Linked DNA regions of Mus musculus: regions 2, 3, 4 and 5 are each linked to region 1. Evidence: chromatin contacts called from public Hi-C and HiChIP or PLAC-seq data. All regions are on one chromosome and are shown on one strand. The core of a region is the stretch at or near the end of the contact, and the rest is flanking DNA. Distances in the headings are between cores, read along the strand shown. Region 1 has its middle 40 kb from the start of Rragc. Region 2 has its middle 44 kb from the start of Gm52719. Region 3 has its middle 44 kb from the start of Gm40242. Region 4 has its middle 7.7 kb from the start of Gm31830. Region 5 overlaps 1700021L23Rik (RIKEN cDNA 1700021L23 gene).

Region 1 (2,959 bases), core at 286-2,785:
TCCCCTTCACATTCTGCAGTGCACTGGGCAGGGCTAATGCTTTGGACCCCCCATCCTGGGGCTGCAGGCAGCGTGCTCTGAGCCACTGAGGCCTAAGCTGAGTTGACAGGCTCCATTAGAGAGCAGCTCTATCGTGGAAATTGTGATGTTAACCAAGGGCCATGTGGTGGATAGCAATTCCCACAGTTCCCTGTGCTGAGCAGCAGGCCAGACCGTTTTCCTTAGGGTGACTGAGAAGATCAGGGGACATTCCTAGTTCCATTTCCCGGCTGGCCTCCTCTAGCTTGACCTGTAGGGGGAAATGTGGCCTGGGGACCCTCCCCTACCCAAGGACACCCATGTTCCCAGACACCCAACTCTGCTCCTGAGGCCTAATGGTCCACACACCCTGGGATCAAAGCTTCAGGTGAGTAAACTCTTGAAGGACTTTGGGATTTAAAGTAGGGAAACCAGTGAGTGGGAGAGGCGACCTGAGTCCACGAGAGCTTGTGTACACAACATAAATAATAATGCAGATTTTTTAATTAAAAAATAATAAAGTGGAAAAGTCTTTCCAGTAGGTTCTGAAGTAGCAAGAGTTCTGGAAAATTCCAACCACTGTAGCAAAAGCAAGCTTTTTTTCCCTCTAGACCTGAACATCCCCACTTCCAGGGTTCAAGGACAAAGTCCAGGACCTGAATCACAATTCTGTTGTTGCCACCTAAGACAGCAGGTAGATGAAGCCAGGGCCAGGCTGAGTCCTACTTCTCTTAGAAGGGAAAAGTTGCCTCCTGCCAGAGAACTGGGCTGAAGAGGAAGCCAGGGGAACTATTTGGATCTTATCCAACCAGGAGGTGGATCTGGAACAGCAATGCCCTTGAAGTCAGAGACCGTAAGACTTTGAACCTAACAGAACGAGATCAATAAATTGAACTCATGAAGTCATGCACTCCAGGGACAGAACCAACTCCCTGGGTCCCACTCTCTCCCTCCTTAGGAGGATCATGGTTCCTACAACACCGAGTTCCCTGCATACACAGTCTGTTTCCGTTGTAGCTGGGCCCAGGACCCCAAGTCTCAGTGGCCTCAGAGATGCTCCAATCTCTGTCTATCCAAAGGTGTAGCTGTGGATTGGGCATTGTGGATCCTGTGAGGGGCATCGTTTTGGCTCAGAGGAAGGCCAGGATAATGTGAAATACCGAACACTCAAATCTAAAAGCAATTGAGATGACTGGGAAGTGTCAACCATAGACAGGGACTAAATCTAACTGCAGTGGGTCAGCCTGCTGGAGTAGAGTCCCCTGTCTGTCAGCCTGGATCTAAGGCACCCTCTCTCCCTGTCCTTGCGTCTGTCACTTCCCAAGCTGATCACCTAGGACAGCTCTCCAAGACGATGATCTATCCTAGCTGCAAGACAGCTGCCAGCCTCTCCCTTCTATTGGCCATCCTGCAAGCCAGGTCTTGGGTGCCAATGCCTCCTCCTACGAAGCCATCCTCAGGGCCTCCAGCCAGACTGGCTAGTGCAGTCACCGCGCCCGGGCTAATCCCGGGCGGAGACCGAGGCTGCCATCTAGCGGGCGCAGCGGGTGGGGTCGGGGACTCGAGTCCGGCCCAAAGCCCTAGGCTCCCGGGTCTGCGCCCGCTTGGCTCATTTGGAAGGCAGGACTCAGGGATCAAAATTCAGCTCGATCTGTGTGATCTCATCCAACAACCCTCTCTGGATTAAGCCTCACTTCCTGGTAAACCAACTGGATAGAACCTCTTCATTCGAGTGTCGGAAAATGCGGGACTCACGGTCGTTGCCCCCTCCTTCTCCAGACCATTGTCCCACACTCTTATCCAAGCAAAGAGCCAATCTGGTCCCCCAAACAAGGAAGATGGAAGGAGATGCAGTGGAAGCCCGGAAAGCAGAGATCCGCTCTGAACAGCAGGATCATTTTCTAGGAATTGTAAACCCAGAACTGTAAATAAAATGCTAATGATTTATTCCTGCTCAAACTCCGGGGGCTGCGTTGCAGCTTTTGAAGACAATTCCAAGCCTGGCTTTCCAGGAAGGCGGGCCTCCCCGCGGCGCCTCCTTAGGCTCAGCAAGGGCTTCCCCTACTTGGTCTTTTCCTTCTGGCTTGGTTCCATGAGGACTCTGGGAACCTTCACCGACCTCTCTGTAAGTGTTGGCTGCCCTACCTGTGCTAAGGCATTTCTTTAAATGGTGAGCTTTAAATAAGTGAATAAATGCTTGAAAGCCATTCGGGGAGCACAAATTCGCATCTGCGGCTGCCACTGGGCTGCCCGGTGACAGGGTGTGCTAGATAAGCTGAGGGCCAGGGGGTAAAGAAAGAGGCCAGAAGACTGTAGTCCAGCCAGCCCGGCTGACAGGAACAGCAAAGATGGCTTCATTTCCCCCTCCCCATTCAGCACAAGGTACTCAGAGCAGGCAGCCCCAGGCTCGGAGCCATCTGCAGAGGCGTGGGTGCTAAGGCTAGGGCACGCTCCACAGAGGCACACGGATGACTTTGCTTGTGTTAGCAAACTTCTCTTCCCCAGACTTCTTTGACATGATTTCATGGAAAATGGCAAGTCTCTGGTTAACACAGACCCTTCTTCTAACGTGCTTTTGAATGTAAGATCCAAATGACAAAATGGCCAAGACCCCTGTCTCCTGATGGAGACATCTTCTTGATAGAAGATGCAGTCCAGGCTGGCCCGGAATCCACTCACAATCCCCCTAAGTCTTGAAGTGCCATGATTATAAGCATGCGCCCTCCATGTGGTTTGGAGAGTCACACGTGGTGAACCTCCATATTACCAAGGAAACAGTTCATGGTCACTAGTAAATCCATACATCACACTATTGAGGAAATGTGTGTCCTAGAGAAGCCAATACAGAGAGCTTTACTCCTCCGTTCGTTGGAAAGCATATTGATCTACATACAGACTAGATTCTGATCCCAGGGGATATCGTCAGATAGATGAAACAATT
Region 2 (2,867 bases), core at 295-2,794, 440 kb before region 1:
GCATCGTTCATTTCTGGGCCAACTGTCCGTCGAGTTTTTGCTCCCCATACTGGGAGAGCTTGGATCTTCCCTCTGGTTGGTGGGATCCAGGGTGTTGCACTGTGTTCCAGACCCTTGAGGTACTAAGGATCTCACTACCCAAGATGCCAGAGGCTTGAGAAATGAGCACCAGCTGTGCTGGTTTTTTTGTTTTTGTTTTTGGTTTTTTTTTTTTGTTTTTTTTTTTTGGTCTCTGGCTAAGATCACCTGAAGAGCAGCAGATGTGAGGCTTGGTGGGGTAGCATAATTAAGGCTGACCCCTGTTTGCCACAGAGAAGAGAAAAATCTGCTCTCTTAGGTGAAGATGGCCTTTGGGAATGAGGCAAGGGAAGACTCAACTCTGGGGCAGGGCAGTGCTGTTAGCTCTTGAGCTGAGTTGATCTTGAAATCCCAACAGCCTTTCTGTTCCATTCCTCCCAAAGGCCTTGCGTTCATCAACAGTGTCTTGTCCCCGCTTCCTTGTAGCCCTTCACCCATCTCTAGATTGACAACTTGAAGCCCCATGCATGGTCCATGTCTTATAACCCCTAAGCAGCTTCAGCCCTAGACCCGCAGCTCCCTGCTCATCTTGGATTCTGGGAAACTCACTTGGCTATTTCTTCTTGGGCAGAGCAGACAGCTCTGCCAACTGTGTTGACTGAGTGGTTACTGTGAGGCCCCAGCCAGGAACATCACAAATCCTTTTGTTCTGAGTGACGTCTCTGACAGTCCAAGTGGGACTGCTCTGACCTTCTCTGCTCTCCTCCAGGCACCGGAGACAAGTGTTATCTCTTGGTCTTCTCAGAGAACAAAATAAGGAGTGGCAGAGCCTTACTGTCCTCCAGTTCCGAGCCACAAACGCCAGGGCAGAATCTCTCTCTTGTTCTGAGGCCCAACCCTCTTCCTCTGTAATTCTCTTCTCACTGCACCCCTGATCCCGCTGGGACAGTACTCCATCAGTCACCTCCTTTTCTTTCATTTCCCATCTTTCCCTTTTGGCTGACATCTTTCTAGAAACTTCTGGATGTGTTCGGGCCCCCTGACCCCCTTGAGTGACTGCTCTATCCGTCTCCATCACTCACTTGTCACCGCTGCCGTTTCCTCACCGCCCACTCCTTCCTTAATCCTTGTGCAATCTGGCTCCCGCCCCCCACTTCTCTATGGAAACTGCTGTTCTCATTTCACTAGCAGCATCCTCACTGGATTGAATATGTTCACAGCTCATAGGAAGCACCAAGAGAGGGCAGACTTTCCTCCCGGCGCTGGGTGAGGTACCGAGGAAGGTCAAGGCTGATAGCAGATTCACTCACAGGGAGATTGGGTTTCAACCAGTTGGCCGCTGTGTCCTGTGCCCAGCGATCTTTGTGTAATTCCATTGGGTTGACAAGCAGATGTCCTCTCTCAGTAACACTCCAATTCCCCATTGCCATCCTACCAGTTTGCATTTCTTCAGGATTGCCATCCACATAACCACACCCATGACCACACTGTTCACAGGCTCCTCCTCCTTTTCACCAGCCCCTCCCAGGGAAGATCAATTGATCAGCGGAGCTGATCGATCAATGGCTGCTTGACCTACTGAAGAGAGTTCTACTGAAGAGAGACCTACTGAGGTGTTCCTCAGCCTCTGTCATATAGATTCTGATCAGAACCACTTAATAGGTCAGCAAGGATGAAGCCTTGGCATCAAAACAGGATTTGTTCAGCTGACTTTTAGGCAGTTGAAAAGCGCGTGCTTTCATTTTTTTCAAACAATATAGCACGATTTAAAACTATACCTATAAGTTGTCTTTCCCTACTACCGTACTTCTAGCGTCTGAGGGATTCTTTCTGTCCTCAGTGGATCCTCACTAAATGCTGAATGAGTGGACAGACCCATGAGTGACTGAGAAAGTATCGCACAGCTCAACTTCTTTGTAAGTTCATCATGAGCCAACTCTCTTGCTAATGCCAACTTCTGGCTGACACTGACATTAACGACAGCTCTATTTTTGTACCTAACACATAGGAAGACATGACCTTGAGGATCAAAAAGTTTAACAAAGCCCAGGGGCCCAAAGTTGATCCCTTTTCCAATGCCTGGAGTGGTCTCCACGTGTAGTCTGTGTCCCATGTCTGGACAATGACCATCAGTCTTGCTCTACAGAGCCTGGAGGACGAGTTGGCAGGCAGATTGGGAGGTACACATCTGACTTGGACATTGTTTCAGCACCTCCTGCCACTCAAGTGTGTCCCGGGGAAGTCAGAGAGCTGGCTGGCGGGTCAGGCTGGTGCCCATCTTGAGTGTCCGGTCTCCTGTGGAATCCTGCCACTTCCTCCCACTGATTTGGGCAGGATCTTCATTGTCTGCTCAAATGTAATTAAAGAGTCCTCTGATGGTGCCAATTAAAGACTCGGAGGGACAGGAGCGGGTGTTCACGGCATCACATGGCGCGGCGCGGTGAAGCTGTAAACATCCATTAGCCATTACAGTTCTCATTAGTCCTTGAAAAACAACTCATTAGTGTCCATAGAACTGACAGGTAAATACAGCTAATGGGCTAAATCTATCAATAAATTCATTGTGTGCAAAATCAGGGTTTCTGTCATTGTGCTGCTTGCGGTGACTAATCAGAAGGTTAAATACTCCTCCTGCAAAAATATATATAAGTTGCAAAGCACTTAGCCTGATAGACTGTGGAAAAATGGCATGAGAGAAACTAATGAAGACATCAAAGGCTTTATTTATACGTAGGGTGGGTTCACTGTAAGTTCAGGTTGCTATGAACTGTCACAGCTGTTTAGCTGAGACTAAATTTTAGAAAGCATATTGATTTGTTTTAATTTAAACGGGGCAGTTTACAAAAGCT
Region 3 (2,700 bases), core at 150-2,649, 270 kb before region 1:
CCAGCCAGTATAAGGGTGAGCAGGTAGTGATGAACACCCAGAGAAGAGGCAAAACACTCAAAAAAATGGATCAACTTCTATCAGTCAGACATTTCAGAAAACGGTACACGCCTGTAGTCCTAGCACCCAGGATAGGAGCAACACTAGCCTTGGTTGCATGGTGAATGTGGATTATAGTCTGGCTTAGAGGAAGACCCTGCCACAAAAGAGTCAACTTCTGAGACAGGGGCATGGGGAACACCTGCAGTAATGGAAAGTTACTGGGATGGCTGCTGGCGCTGCAGGTATTCATTTGGGACAGCAGATTGACGGAGGTAGCAGGTTTTGAAGAATAATGTTTCCATACTCAAGTGGATGTCGTCAGGTGGGCATGCATCCAACAGGTGTTGGGGGCACTGGAGCTTGGGGAAAATTCCATCCTGAGAAACAGGTTGAGGATTTACAGAAACGGGGGGCAACTGAAGTCAGGGGAATTGGGGTGGGGTGGGGGAGCACAGAAAGAATGCAAAGCACACTTGACAAGAGGGGAGAAGCCACGCCTGGAGATAGGAAGACCACAGCTTCGTATGAATAGAGAGGGGTTCCCATCGCCTGCCCCCTTGGTCCCAGGCCCTGTTCCTCTACCTTCAACGGTCTAGAAACCATTGCTAGTAAGAACATATAGAAAGCAGAGAACCTGCCTATTTTAATCTTCACTTTAGTTGAACTCAGGGATGAGTATTTTCTTTTTCATTCATAAATACGCCCCATGCTTAACAGGGCCCTGGAATATAAGTGCTTTATAAATATTTGTTGAATGAGTGAATTGATTAATGGATCTTTAAGAACTATTTGGAGAAAGCATTATAATAGCTTTAAATATGGAGCGGAACTACTGAGAGGATCAGGGTGAGCTTGAGGGCCATCTGGAATGTTCCCCAGGGGACGAAATTATACAAAACAAAACGTTGTCTCCCATAGCGCAGAGCAGCCTTGGCATAGCCCACACCACACGGGGTGATATTTAAGGAGAAGCATTGGATACAAAAGGAAGCCAGTTAGAGTAGGCACCGTGGCTCCAGGTCACAGGTAGATGAAGCTTCGTGGAATAGAGCCAAAGAGCCAAGAGGAAATGGAAATTATTGGATGTACTTAAGAAAACCTCAAGTCATCAAAATAGAAGGTCTGCATTATTGAAGCTATATTTGAGAAGTGAGACAGACGGCCCTCGGGAGAATATTGGGTGATGCCAAATCAGCAACTTAGCAGCCCTGGCCCTAGAAACCGGCTCCCTTCGGCCCTTCTCCTGACCCTACAAGCGAGATCGGAAAGCTCCAGCAACGTTGGTCTCCTCCTGCACAACCAGACAGAGCACAGAGGGCGAAGCTCCCTGAAGGGGAACCTCCTACGCCTACCTCGACTTAGCCCGCTCAAGTACACGCAGAGCGCCCCCTGCCGAGCGTATGGTGTTTAATCATGAAAAAGGACACCCTAGAACAGAAATTCCTTGGATCATTCGCATGTAGAGCCCCTCTGTGGGACCCAAAAGGTAAAGGCGAAGCTAAAAGAGGAGCTTGGGAAGACACAAGACTCTGGTTTCCACAGATAAGCAATTTGCTCATCAGGAATCCTACCCCCGACCCCTACTTGTCCTTGCCCTACAATCCAACTAAGAGGCTAGAACAAAAGATTAATAGAAGCTAAAAAAATGTCATGTTCTTCTGTGCTGCGTGTGGACTAAGCCATCACTGCTTTGGCCACACGTCTTCAGAGACTTCTGGGCACAGTGTATTATTTAAAGTTGTTCGTTCCAGCCCGACTTCCAAATGGTCTCAGCGTGAATCTGAGCATTCCGCTCACACATTTCTTGGCTTCTTCGCAGTGTTTTGTCACTTCAGTTGGTTTTAGAAAGTGTCCCCTTCCCCCACTAGATGGGAAAGACTAAAGTCTGACGTAGTCGGTGAGAACCCACCAGGAAGAAAGTGACCACTCAGGGTCCTGTGAAATAATAGAAGAGTATAAAAATGAACCAAACTGGGGGTGGGGGTGGGGGTTGGGAAGACGTAACGTGGGAAGTGACCTGGAAAGATGGGCGCGGAGGTCGGTCAAGTGGTATCTCTATGAAAATGAGTATTCTAACTTTGTTTTTGGTTGATCCACATTTTTAATTTTTCCTTCATTGGGAAACTATGTTATATCGATACATTAATGTGGCATTAATAGAAACACATTGGTAGTTATCACATAATTACTAACTATAGCATCCAATTAAATGTTATTTTAAGAGGGAGAAAATATAATAAAGCTATTTTAATAAAAAATTTTAAATTAATGAGACCTAAGGTAAGATTTCTTACATGCAGAAAAAAAATGTTTCCTCAGTTGTGATAAAAGATGCATACATTTTACCATTCTAATCATTTTAATGTGAATTTTTGTGTGTGTAATTCAGCGGCATTCAGTGTATCCTCCCAAAGCTGCTCAAAGACCACCACTACCACTACCACCACCACCAATTTCTACAAAGATTTCTTCTCTCATCTCAGCTCTTGGTGAGCTGCCTTCTACTTCCTATCTGAAGTCTCCCATTCTACGCAGCCCCTGTAAGTAGACTCTCAGTGCACTGTACAGATCCTTCGAGCAGAGAAATGCTTTCCAGAGTCGTCTTCGTGCATCAGAATGCCGTTTTTTTCAAGCTGAAGGGTGTTGCATCTTGTGCTA
Region 4 (2,773 bases), core at 99-2,598, 490 kb before region 1:
CCCCTAAAGCCAAGCATAAAATGTTCTTTTCTAACCTCCCACCCACCTTTACATATAAGAGCCATCCAGAAAGAAATTTATTTTCTCATTTCCAAACAGCTCTGCATCTCTCATACCTAGGAGAACAGAATGCTACAGTGGGGGGTGGGGTGGGGCAGAAGACTCTGCAGACCTGCTCAGCTCCCCCAGAGTCCTGGCCCACAGTTTTCAGGGAGCCCTCTCACAGGTCACCCCCTCTTCTTTGATGCTAGAGATAAACAAGGGCTTTTGGGTCTTCACTGGGAAGGCTCGAGTCACCTAAACCAGCGAGCAAGTAAGTTTGTGGTGCTTTTCTCGGTTATCCGGTGTTTTTCTCTGTTATCCGGTGTTTTGCTCTGGGGTGCTGGTCATGACCTTTATGATGCACAGAAAGGAGACCTTTTCTTTCCGCTCTTTACCTTCTTCGCTTTTGTACCCCTTTTTGGCTTGCACTGCCCCTCAGTCCTTATTCTTCTAACCACACATCTGCCTCCTGTTTCTCCCCAGGAAATCCATTATCTGACACCTCAGGGAACCACTCCGATGTTGGCGGAATCCAAAATCACACTCTGCGGAGAAGCCAATCCTGACATACCTGCTTTGTCTCTCAGATGCATGAATACGCAAAAAAAAAAAAAAAAAAAAAAAAAAAAAAAAAAACAACAAAAAACCCCACGGATTTCTGAAACCAGCAGGGTGGTGGGTGGGGGCCTGGCACGAGGGATAAAGCTCAGGTATCCTCAGGAGGTGTAGGTCCCCCAAGTGGAGCTCAGCCTTGTCCCATTCTGGGGGGCCTTAACTCAGCGGGGTCTTGATGATGTGGTATGTGGAGGATTGCAGTACCCTGGCAGGACTCCCTGCCTCTGGTGTCCCCAGGGTTTTGCAGAGTGGATACAGGAGTGGCGGCGCAGACAGGGAGAGGATGCTGAGTGCGAGGGGTCTGGGGGAGGGGAGGCCAGATGGTGGGGGGGGGGGCTGGGGGGGTGTCGGAACGGTGAGGAGGGCTTGGCGGCAGCTGGGAGGAATCAATGCCTTTTCCCTCTCTGTGTTTGCGTGTGTTGCTATCCCTGCTCAGATGAAAGAAATTCAAATCGTTATTGATTCTCGCTGAGGGGGGAATGTAGGGGTCTGGCCTGGCTCCCTCACAGCTGCACCTAGGCCCTGCCCAGCCTCATTCTGCTGCTTTTGACACCTCTGCCCTTGCTCTGGGTTATGGCTCCAGCTTGGTCTTAGTATCTGTGCAGCATCCACCCTCCTCTCTGGCCTCTCTGTTCTTTTAGAGATGCCAAACAGCTTTTCCCTTAGCCCCAGGGGACTAGTCAGACCAGTGGGTAGCAAACTGTGGGGCCCGTGGGTCAATTCCAGCTCACAGCCTGCCTCCCACCCGTCGCCCGACATGCTGTCTGCTTTTTTTTTTTTTTTTTTTTTACATTTATAAAGAAAACCAAAAAGGAGTCTGGGACAGAGACCCGATGCACAGTCTGAAGTGTATGAAATATTTCTTACTAGACCTTGGCCCACAACATGCTTCGTGCAGCTTGTTCTCCGGCCTCAGCTTTAGTGGTGTGTTGCTTGCACTTAGGCAACTTGAGTAAACAGGCCCCTTCCCTGACAAACTCATCAGAGTCCCTAATCTCTACCTCCTAGGGTCAGGAAGCAGGCCGGCCGGCGGTCTCTCTCCACGCAGCCCAAGGTCTCTTTTGCCACAGTGTTCCACCCCCCAGTCTTCTTGCTGTTTGAATAAGGATGCTAACTATGCCTTGACTCTCCAGCTGTGTTACAGACTGGACAGTAGCCAAGGAACTGTGCTAGGGGTTAGGGACCCTGGGCACCCGTGCAGCTGCTGTGTGTACCTCCGGGTGCTGCAGCCACGGGTCACACAGCTCCTGACCTGGTGGTTACTGTAACGCTGTGCTTACACACAGCGTTACAGTTTTGTTGGCCAGGGCTGCAGAGCCCCATTGCTCCGGAGGCCCCGGGGGAGAGGCTGTCAGTCCTGACCTATCCTCCCCAGGTGGTCATCTTTGTTGAGTGACCTTAAGGGTTGCTGTCAGACCCCTTCTATACTCCAGCCCCCCTGGCTTTAAAATGGACTGAGTGTAGTTAGCTGCGAGGGCTCTTTCACGTGTTTACTGTAACATCATTTTGTGTATTTAGGAAAGGAAGAGACAGACACACCTAGACACAGACACAAATTGGGGGCAGGGAGAGAGAGACTGTTCTTGAGGCTGTTTTAGCTTGCCCCAGAGTTTCTGGCCCATATCACAAAGCAGAACAGAGCAGTGACCGGAGAAATGGGAGCCTTCAGTGGGGCCACCTGCTTTTTAGACTAAGTTTCTGTGGGTGGGCTCACTACAGCTCTTTAGATGGAAGAAAAACTGCTAGAGTTTGTCAGTATGGGGAATGGGCTGGTGGTGACTGCTATTCTGACATGTCTGTTTCAGTGGGCTTCTTGGGCCAGATGCCTTGAGTAAAAACTGGAGCTAGGGGTCATGGTCCTAAGGCCATATCCCATCCTGTAACACATGCACGAACGCACGCACGCGCACAAACACACACTCACAACTGGATGCTCTGGAATCAGGAATCAGCAGGAAGAGGCATTGATCGCCATTGGGAGGGGCCATGTGGGCTGCCTATCGATTCAAGGCCTGCCTCTCCCCAGCCCTCCCCCAGTGCTCCCCAGCAGGCAGTGTGAGACCCTCTTACCTTCTGCCTCTGACAGCTCAGCGGAGGAGAGGTGGGAGGGGAGCCA
Region 5 (3,022 bases), core at 28-2,527, 350 kb before region 1:
ATTGTTGAAGTGGGTTGATTGCTTTGATCTTTAAAGATATAACTTCACTCCCTCCTGTTAGCTTTTGAATAGAAGATTATGAATACCCTTAAAGGGGGTCTGTTAATACGAGATGGGCTTTTATCATTGAGGCATTTTAAAAATGTTTCTCTACGATTAGCTTGTGATGTGTTTTCCCCGGTTAATTTTTATTGCTGACTCAACACAACCTAGAGTTGCTCAGGGAGATTGCCTGGATCAGACTGGTGTGTTTGTGGTATGAGTGTGGGCATGTGTGGGCCAGGGCGTGTATGTGGAGCTCAGAGGACCTCAGGCATCCATCCATCTTGTCTTCTGTCCTAGTTAAGACAGGCTTTCTTGTGTGTAAGGATAACTGGTTTCTAGCTTCCAGAAATTCTCATGTTTCTGCCTCCCATCTTGCTGTAGGACCGCAGTGATTACAAGAATGTTACCCGATCTGGCTTTACACAGGTCCTGAAGATGTAACTTCTGTTCCTCTCACTTGTGTGGCACTGGATCATCTCTCCATCCCTCAAACGGAACATTTGAAGATGACAATGTCGTATCATAATGTGAAAAGACTGGACATCCCTGAACCAGCCTAGCATTTACATGGAGCCTAGGATTACCCAGACCCCGCAGCTGGAGTGTTCCCTGCTGCCTCTCGCTTACTGTGGCATCCCATTGCTGTTTAGATCAGCAATCCTGTATTCTATGCAGACTTACTTCTCTGCCACTGCTCTGAGACAGCAAGCTTCTAAAGGGTAAGGACTCTTTTATTCTTAATTACTTGGACCTGTAGGTAGCAGAATGCCCACTCCACACCAAAGGATTGCTAGGTAATTGCTCATCGAGTGAATGGTTGAATGAACATCTGGGATGAGAGGCACCGAAGTGCTGGGTAAGGAGCTGGCTCAGTGGAAGGCAGAGAGAGAGGAAGGAGAGAGACAGAAGGCAACTCTCTGGCATCCTATCCCCTCTGGCCAGTAAGAAAGAGAGAATGTGAACCAGGGGGAGCCTAGAAGTAGGCAACCTTGTTAGTTCCCAACACGAGTCTCTGTCCTGTCCTGAAACGGTTAAGGTGGCCAAGGCGCTTGCCTCCCTCGGCAGAGGAGAAATTTCCCTGTCCTTGCCTAAGTGAATGGCTGGGATTAAAGTGACAGCCCACCTTAGTGATGGCGGCATAATTGGTTGTTCAGCTCTGTCCTTGTCAGAACCTGACAGTTCTGCAGATGCCCTGCTCGGCTCTCCAAAGGTTAGCCTCAGCTGTGTGGCTGTTCATTAATCATTCCTCCTTGACAGGCCTCGGTGCAGCCCACAGCTGCCACGACGGCCCCCTCGGGCCCCACCCAGCACGGCCAAGCTGGAAGCAGCCGGAGCTCCCTGAAGGACCTGTCCCTACATGGGAAGACAAGCAATCCATGTCCCCTCATCCCTGCCTACTGCCACCGCTGAGCCAGAAACACAGATAAAGGAATTTCCCCTGAGCTCCTCCTTCCTGCAACCAGGGTCTGAATCACTGTACAAGCCCTCCTGACATCTTTGACTTTATCTGCTCTTGCCTGGAGCTTCCTGAGGAGATGGAGGCCCAAGAGTTGCAGGAAAACAAGGAGGGCAGTGCTGGCCAGCTGAGAAGACACAGAACCTGCCTGAGGGCCCGGACCCTCGTCACAGCCAGAACCACTCACCTCTAAGCTGTAGACACCACAGGCTGTTCCAGAGCATTGTGAACCATTCCTTGCTACTTGGAACGGGGCATGAGAGTCTGAGCAGAGGTTGTTCTAACGTTCAGAACATTAGGGATAGGGCTATGCTTCTGACTCTTGGGGCAGAATAAACTAGATCAGGCTGGGACTCCAGTCCCTTGGGTTCTGATAAAGGGACCCTCTTCTTTGGCCTCTCCCTCACTCCTTCCCTTTTTCTCCAAACTCGGCGCAGTGGGCTGAGCTGAGTGACATAACTAGGATTCTCAGTAGGCCTGAGAGGACTCTGAGTAGGCCCCTTCCAGAGGCTGAAGGAGCCAGGCAGTACAGGGAAGGAGTTCAGAGAGTGGGTTGGGACCGAGCAGAGTCGTATTGTGAAGCAGGACGTTTCGTTGAAGGATGAAACAGAGAATATTTGGAGTGTATGTGCATCCCAGGGAGGACTAGTGCATATTAGAGTCAAGGAGCCGACATCAGGTATCATTCTGTGGGTCTATCCACCTTTATTAATTTTGGAGTTAGGATCTCTCGCGGGTCTAGAACCCACCAAGTAGGCTAGGATGGCTGATGAGTGAGCCCCCGGGATGACTGCCTCCACCCCCCAATCACCAGGATCACAAATGTGTACCTCAATGCCTGTATTTTTTTAAATGTAGTTCCTGAGGATAGAATTACATGGGGTCATCCCTACATTAACAAAGCAAACACTTTACTGTTTGTGCCTTCTTCCTAGCTCCCAAAGCCAGAGCATTTCATAAGACGGCTTTACCAGGTCTGTCATAGTGTAACACCACGGGGCCCCATCTGTTCCCAGGTTTCAGTGTTCCTCGGGACTTCTTTCCCCTGCTTTCCTCTTCCTCTTTCCTTCCTCTTCCCCTCTCTTCCCTTTGCCTGGTTTCCTAGCCCCTCACTCCTCTTCTCCCCCTTTGGTCCCTTTGGGTGCCCTGAACAGCTCAGATCTTTCTCCCAAGCCAACCGGATGGAAGATTGGAAATTGCATTATGGCTTCCTGCTCAGCCAAGCCCTAGGTCTCTGCCTGGGCTGCCAGTTAGTATGTGCACAGTGCTGGAGTCATCATTTCCCCCCATTGATTAGCTGTCTGCCCGCAAAGTTTGCAGAGGAACAAACAAGGACTCGGGGAGATTAGCATTCAGCGAGTCCGCTGGAGTCCAAACTACAGACACCTGCGTTTTCACAGCCAGAGATCCAACACACAGTCAGCCCAGAAACAAGGACACAGGGCAATTAGCATTCAGGGAGACCACTGGGCTCCAAACCACCACCCCTGTCTTTTCACACCTACAGATCCTGTACAGACA

Evidence for each region. A called contact is a pair of places that touch in the nucleus more often than the background predicts. HiChIP or PLAC-seq counts read pairs in DNA pulled down with a chosen protein or histone mark.
Region 2: an H3K27ac HiChIP or PLAC-seq map of differentiating embryonic stem cells shows a contact between it and region 1, with 4 times the contacts expected there. The contact joins two enhancer-like sites. A contact is called at or near these places in 1 of 39 promoter capture datasets (hippocampal neurons), 2 of 15 datasets of contacts at CTCF or cohesin (the NIH/3T3 cell line and stem cell-derived epiblast-like cells), 9 of 484 Hi-C or Micro-C datasets (cerebral cortex, cortical neurons, embryonic stem cells and 2 more), 9 of 115 datasets of contacts at active chromatin or transcription factors (differentiating embryonic stem cells, embryonic basal ganglia, embryonic forebrain and 4 more) and 3 of 9 other capture datasets (embryonic stem cells, embryonic tail and embryonic trunk).
Region 3: a contact with region 1 is called in a Hi-C map of cerebral cortex, with 4 times the contacts expected there. The contact joins two enhancer-like sites. A contact is called at or near these places in 1 of 39 promoter capture datasets (hippocampal neurons), 3 of 15 datasets of contacts at CTCF or cohesin (the NIH/3T3 cell line, embryonic stem cells and stem cell-derived epiblast-like cells), 27 of 484 Hi-C or Micro-C datasets (the AML12 cell line, cardiomyocytes, cerebral cortex and 13 more), 15 of 115 datasets of contacts at active chromatin or transcription factors (astrocytes, craniofacial prominence, embryonic basal ganglia and 9 more) and 1 of 9 other capture datasets (embryonic stem cells).
Region 4: a contact with region 1 is called in an H3K4me3 HiChIP or PLAC-seq map of forebrain, with 14 times the contacts expected there. The contact joins two enhancer-like sites. A contact is called at or near these places in 1 of 15 datasets of contacts at CTCF or cohesin (the NIH/3T3 cell line), 3 of 484 Hi-C or Micro-C datasets (the STO cell line, nephron progenitors and neural progenitor cells), 8 of 115 datasets of contacts at active chromatin or transcription factors (bone marrow-derived macrophages, embryonic basal ganglia, embryonic forebrain and 4 more) and 1 of 9 other capture datasets (embryonic stem cells).
Region 5: an H3K4me3 HiChIP or PLAC-seq map of embryonic basal ganglia shows a contact between it and region 1, with 3 times the contacts expected there. The contact joins two enhancer-like sites. A contact is called at or near these places in 7 of 484 Hi-C or Micro-C datasets (the G1E-ER4 cell line, cortical neurons, embryonic stem cells and 3 more), 6 of 115 datasets of contacts at active chromatin or transcription factors (embryonic basal ganglia, embryonic hindbrain, embryonic midbrain and 1 more) and 1 of 9 other capture datasets (embryonic stem cells).

What each region holds. Positions count from the first base shown.
Region 1 is chr4:123,955,962-123,958,920 of GRCm38.p6, reverse strand. No RefSeq gene overlaps it. Among named protein-coding and RNA genes, the nearest start is that of Rragc, 40 kb to the right of the region's middle. Within about 2 kb of position 1,535, at least 19 of the 459 cell types and tissues checked have an H3K27ac peak or open chromatin away from gene starts, as enhancers often do. A contact at or near this core is called in cerebral cortex and differentiating embryonic stem cells, where this site is marked.
Region 2 is chr4:124,395,433-124,398,299 of GRCm38.p6, reverse strand. No RefSeq gene overlaps it. Among named protein-coding and RNA genes, the nearest start is that of Gm52719, 44 kb to the right of the region's middle. Within about 2 kb of position 1,544, at least 9 of the 459 cell types and tissues checked have an H3K27ac peak or open chromatin away from gene starts, as enhancers often do. A contact at or near this core is called in differentiating embryonic stem cells, where this site is marked.
Region 3 is chr4:124,227,435-124,230,134 of GRCm38.p6, reverse strand. No RefSeq gene overlaps it. Among named protein-coding and RNA genes, the nearest start is that of Gm40242, 44 kb to the left of the region's middle. Within about 2 kb of position 1,399, at least 12 of the 459 cell types and tissues checked have an H3K27ac peak or open chromatin away from gene starts, as enhancers often do. A contact at or near this core is called in cerebral cortex, where this site is marked.
Region 4 is chr4:124,442,101-124,444,873 of GRCm38.p6, reverse strand. No RefSeq gene overlaps it. Among named protein-coding and RNA genes, the nearest start is that of Gm31830, 7.7 kb to the left of the region's middle. Within about 2 kb of position 1,348, at least 19 of the 459 cell types and tissues checked have an H3K27ac peak or open chromatin away from gene starts, as enhancers often do.
Region 5 is chr4:124,309,071-124,312,092 of GRCm38.p6, reverse strand. All of the region lies in intron 4 of 1700021L23Rik (RIKEN cDNA 1700021L23 gene), which reads left to right. Among named protein-coding and RNA genes, the nearest start is that of Gm12916, 11 kb to the right of the region's middle. Within about 2 kb of position 1,277, at least 8 of the 459 cell types and tissues checked have an H3K27ac peak or open chromatin away from gene starts, as enhancers often do.